Regions from separate parts of the Sus scrofa genome. Here region 2 is linked to region 1. The links are chromatin contacts, called in public Hi-C maps. All regions are on one chromosome and are shown on one strand. The core of a region is the stretch at or near the end of the contact, and the rest is flanking DNA. Distances in the headings are between cores, read along the strand shown.

Region 1 (2,697 bases), core at 85-2,584:
TTAATTTACTAAACGTTGTTTCCCGGCTCCTCTGCCCACATACTCCCGCCTCTGCCCTCCCTTAATTATTCTATTCCTTTTTTCCAACAGTTATTTTTTTCACCCATGATAGTCAAGTTCCCATCCTAGGGTGATGCTGGAGATGCGATGGTGACCGAGATGGACACAACCTCTCTTCCCACAGAGCTTTTAGTCTTGTGGGAAGACAGATTATTAGCTAAGCCAATTTAACGTATAGCTGTGTGAGTGCCTTGCTAGAAGGAGTACAGGATCTGGAAGGAGAAAACTCAAGCTAATACATGAGAGCTGGGAGTTAACCAGGAAACAAAGTGGGGAGGAGAGGAGTGTAAGAACATTCCAGAAGGAAGGAACAGCATGGGGGTCTTCCTCTGAGATGGAGTGGCTGTCACCCCTGGAGCACTGAGGGTGTGTGGGAGGGGGTGGGGTGGCTTGAGTCAGGGGAGGAGACAGGAGGTGACCAAGGAGAGCGGTTGCTGGAAGATGAGGGGCAGTCAGACCAGGGAGGGAGGGCCTGTTAGCCACACTGAGGAAGTCAGAGTAAAAAATCCAAGGGCAGTTGCGATACACTAAGAAAGTACAGAGGGCCACACACACAGCATGAGGGCTGTAACCCCTCACTGCCTTTAGGAAAAGGCAGCATCACTGCCAAGTCTCAGGTGGACCCACTCTCCATGCACCCCATGCCCACTTTCCACAAACAGGGGTCCACAGACCTCTCCCTGGACCTAACATGTCTTTGCAATGTGTATCTTTTAAATTTTTTGCTTTTATTTTGTTGATAATATAAAAAACATTAATGTAAGAATGTTCTGGAAGTTCCCATTGTGGCTCAGCAGTAACGAGCCTGACTAGGATGCATTAGGACTAGTGTTCAATTCCTGGCCTCACTCAGTGGGTTAGAGGATCCAAGCTGCCGTGAGTTGCAGACACGGCTTGGATCCCACCTTGCTGTAGCTGTGGTATAGGCTGGCATCTGCAGCTGCAATTGGACCTCTAGCCTGGGAACTTCCATATGTCTCAGATGTGGCCCTAAAAAAGACAAAAAAAAAAAAAAAAAAAAAAAGAGAGAGAGAGAATGTTTTGCACCAGTTTGCACCATGTGATCAACACCATCCATTTTCCTCTTCTCTGGAAACATTTTGTTTCTTCAATCTCATCATAACATACTCCCAGAAATTAGAGCAGAGGAATTCTTGGCACGAGATTGAGCCAAGGAAAAAGATAAGAAGTAACTTAGAATAAGTGTTCTGGATGGTGGCTCAAATATAAATCAGTGCCGGGTAAGAAGAGGGAGATGCTGGAGAGTGAAGCGAGCAAGTTGGCAGTGTCACAGCCGTGAAAACAAGCTGGCTGCTGTGCTCATAAAGAAGCCTGGGCTGCTCCCTGGAAAATCAGGTCCAGATATCGTCTTTCAGGATGTTTCTGGGGCCTCGGGTGGGATGTTAGTATTTTTCAGTCAAGAAATGTTAAGTTCAGAGGAGTGGGTGGAGCGCAGGAGATCTCTTTGATGGCTGGTTCCTCTGAAAACAATAAATAGCTTCTCAAAACAAGGGAGGGCAAATGGGTTTTCGTTTGGCTGCAGTTGGCAATGGCTTACTCCACCCACAGACACACAAAGGGAGGGTGGGCCGAGGAAGCAGACAACGGGCTCCAGGCCAGTCCAGTCCTGACTCCCAGAACCCCAGAGGAGGGGGTCCGGGGGACCTTTTAAAAGAACAGAGAAAGATGTTGAGAAGTGTTTATGATAGAATCTGCACAGACTTTGGTAAACATTGTCCGTCTTAACTTTGGTGTTGTACTGCGGAAGATACCCTTTTCTTTTTCCTTCACTTTTATTTTATTATTTTTTGTTTAGCAAACAAAATGTGATGTTTGTTTGGTAACCACCAAATTTACCATTTTAACCATTTTCAAGTGTGCAGTTCAGTGGCAGTGAGACATTTGTATTGTCATACAGGTGTTTTTAAAATTCAAACTCCGTTTCCTTCAAAGCTCATTTTACTTGATTTTCTGAGCCGGACGTACGAAGACGTTGAGTTCCATGAAAATCTTTGGTGCCCTCCCTTTGTTTTTGTACTTACCTGGAGGTGCCCTTGGGGCCCAATTTGCCGTGGGAAATTGAAAGTCTATGCTTCAGCCAGACTCTGATATTGACCTTCAAATGGATGTCACCCCCAGAAAACAATCAGGTTAAAAATAAATAATTTATCCCGCCCTGAAGGTAGAGCTTTCTCTTTCCAGACCCAATGGCACCAGCGCCAGAAGTGCCAACGTCTCCCAAGAGGTGAATTGGTGAGTGAGACAGGATGCAGGACGGGTGTTCTAGCTGTTCCCACAGCATTCAGGTTGCAGAAAAACACGGCCTGTTCCATTCAGGACGTGAGTTGTGGGAGAGGGAGAAATAATAGGAACAGCCCCATAGCTGTCAGGATAGAATGAGGTCATGCAAGTGAAGCATTGGCACATGCACTGAGACATCTCAATAAAGATGAGCTGTTTTTACTCACAAGACTGTACCCAAAGGAGGGAAATCACAAGAAAACAGCCAGGTTTGCAAGAAATTTTGTTTGTTTTTTGCCCAAGGCTGCAGCATGTGGAAATTCCGGGAACAGGAATGGAGCCCATGCCACGGCAGTGACAGTGCCAGATCCTTAACCTGCTGTGCCACCAAGGAAC
Region 2 (2,697 bases), core at 54-2,553, 300 kb after region 1:
CTCAGAAAGGTTAAGTAACTTATCCAAGATCTTAGAGCACGGTGGAATTACAATGAGGCCTAAGGCACGGTGGACTACAGTAAATACAATCCATTAGCTGCTCTGTGCTCTGAGTTTTCTTACAAAACAGAATTGATTTATATCATATCCTATTTCTTCATCATTCACTAAAATATTTGCTTTTAAAGGGCATGGACTATGCTTTTGTTACCTAAGTAATTAGCACTATTAGACATACAGAAAGTATTTTAAAATGTACCTCAGGGAGTTCCCTAGTAGTCTAGTGGTTAGGACTTAGTGCTTTCACCACTATGGCATGGATTCAGTCCTTGGTCTGGGAACTGAGATCCCATGTCAAGCCACTACACACTCTGGCCAAAAAAAAGTATGACAAATAAACAGTGTCAAAGATCACTGTACTGGAATGGAACCTGGATTCAGCTGCAAATTACAGCAGCAGGAAGGGTTTTATCTGAATTATGTACTGAGATGCAGTTCTATTAACTGCTTTTGTGAAAAAATTTCTATTGGTAACAGAACAATTTGCTGTTGGAACCCAGATGCCATTCTTCATTCTTCCTATTCTTATTTTGCGTAAAACAAAATTATCCCACAATTACAAACGGTCTTAAAAAAACAATGTCCTTGCATGCAAGAAAAATTGACTAGCATTTCAAAATTTTCAGATAGCCACACAGGCGTTGTCACTTGACCATATTTTTGGGGTTTGTAATGAAGTAGGACCCTGTGGGGCCTTGGGGGCACGTCTTTCCCCCCATATCCTCTGCTTTAGCTCCTCTCTGAAGTACCTAGATAACAGTATCTGATGCACATTTTCAGAGTTGTTTTACAGATGTGAAAACCTCCCACAAAACGCACGATGTTAACTACTTGATGACAATGAGCCCATGGCCCTCTAGCCTCCTGGAGCCTAAGGATTGATGTCAACCCGGAAGACACCACGCTGTTACTTCACCTTCAACCAGAGAGCTGTGCAGGAGCTGAACACACACCCTGCAACTCCCTTCCCTTACCTGGCTTTTAAAAATGCTTTGCCAAAACTCTTTACAGAGTTCCATGTTTTAGCAGCACGAGCCACCCTTCTCTTTGCATGGCCCTAAAATTAACTTTTCTCTGCTCCAAAATGATTTCTCTGTTTGACTTCACTATGCTTCCCGCGAACAAATTTGCATTCCCTAGCATTTTAAGGGAGAATGTGTAAATAAACTAACCTTAAAAGTGTCGCTGCTGAGAGAAGAATAAAAAAAGAATTCAAAGACCATAGTCTTAGAGAAAACTTCTGGATACTAAATTTTGATGAAGGTCAGCTGGTTCTTCAAAGGAAAAAGTAGGGCATTAATCCAAGGCGGTGTTAATTATTAACATGTGTGACTCTATCCTTGACCAGCTGTATGATGTTCCTCCAATTAACTCATGGGATTTTCCTCACGTGTAAACTTAGGACCAGATTGCACGGGCGCTTTTGTTTTCAACCTTCCTGTGAGGAAGCTCTTGGTGGACAGGGAACAGGAGAGCGATGCCCAGCTTTAGTCTTTAGTCTTTCCTTTCCAGCAAGCACAACCCGGAGCTGGAAGCCCCACGGAAACCACTACGCGCCTCCGCGCATTTCCCAGCTGCCTGAGGCGGAAGTCAACCCACTTCCGTCAGGGCCTCCAGCCCCTGGCAGGGCGATCGGCGCCCGAAGCGCACAGCATGTTGGGACTTGTAGTCATTTCTTTCGGGCGGCTGAGCGGGCGCGTATAACCTCAGGTTGACCTGGCATTCTGGGATATGTAGTCTCCAGTGGCTCGTTTGTGCAATAGGCACCGCTGCCAGAGGTGACACCATAGACTCCAGCGGATCACATGACTCCAGTCTAGAGCGTGGATCACACTGTAGCTCCCGCCCGGGCGAGTTTCGCCCCCGCGCGGCCGTTGCCGCGGAGACGGCGCATGTCTCCCCTCCCGTTGCCCCTCTGCAGTCCCCCCGCCCCTCTTCTCCCACCACAATGAGATCCTAAGATGGCGGTGGCTGCGGCGGTTGGCGCCGAGTAGCTGAAGTAGAAGAGGCGGCCATTGGGCCCTGAGCAGCCAGGGAACTTGGGGACTCTCCCTGGCTCGGACTCGAAGGGAAGACCGCTGCCGGTGGCGGGGCGTGGGAGCGACCGCTCCTCCGCTCTTGGCAGGAGCTTGTGCTTCGTTTACAGGTAATGCCTGCGCGTCCTCAGCCCTTGGCAACCGAGGGTAGCGCGGCTCTGGGCGGGAGAGCGACGGCCCTGACACGCTTGACCCTGGAGGGCCTGGGTCTGGGCTCCTGGGTCCTCTTGCTTCCAGTCTGCTGGGCAGGCAGCCCGCCCCTACTCCGGACGGACCGACGCAATCTCGGGGTACGCTTCTGGAGACGCAGTGGCGTTTTCGGAACTCCCTTCTAGCCTCCCCGCCCCTCTCTCTTTCTTGCCCGCGGAGGAGGCCGCCCTGCGCCTCGGGAGTTCCAGGAATGTCCGTTGCGAGGGGAGGAAACGGAGTAGGGGGCTGCGGTTTGATTGCCAGGGGCGGGGAGTCTAGTTTTTCATAGCCAGGGGCCTTCATCACTGCGCTTCTGCTCTCCCCTCTTCCCCCTAGATTCCATTCTGTGGGGCTCTGGATGTCCAGAATTTGGGGTGGCGAAGGGCGGATGAGGAGCGACGCGATTTGGGGG

What was found. Hi-C and Micro-C count contacts between places; a contact is called where the count stands out from the background.
Region 2: a Hi-C map of skeletal muscle shows a contact between it and region 1, with 13 times the contacts expected there. The contact joins the promoter of FGL1 here to the enhancer-like site in region 1. A contact is called at or near these places in 21 of 47 Hi-C or Micro-C datasets (alveolar macrophages, brain, embryonic fibroblasts and 12 more) and 2 of 2 datasets of contacts at active chromatin or transcription factors (alveolar macrophages and skeletal muscle).

Annotation. Positions count from the first base shown.
Region 1 is chr17:5,297,692-5,300,388 of Sscrofa11.1, forward strand. All of the region lies in intron 2 of PDGFRL (platelet-derived growth factor receptor-like protein), which reads left to right. Among named protein-coding and RNA genes, the nearest start is that of PDGFRL, 20 kb to the left of the region's middle. Within about 2 kb of position 1,335, at least 30 of the 83 cell types and tissues checked have an H3K27ac peak or open chromatin away from gene starts, as enhancers often do. A contact at or near this core is called in fetal skeletal muscle, retroperitoneal adipose tissue, skeletal muscle and 1 more, where this site is marked.
Region 2 is chr17:5,595,131-5,597,827 of Sscrofa11.1, forward strand. It overlaps FGL1 (fibrinogen-like protein 1), which reads right to left and starts at 1,304. Exons shown (of 8, transcript XM_021077952.1): 1 at 1,233-1,304. It overlaps PCM1 (pericentriolar material 1 protein), which reads left to right and starts at 1,869. Exons shown (of 41, transcript XM_021077917.1): 1 at 1,869-2,206.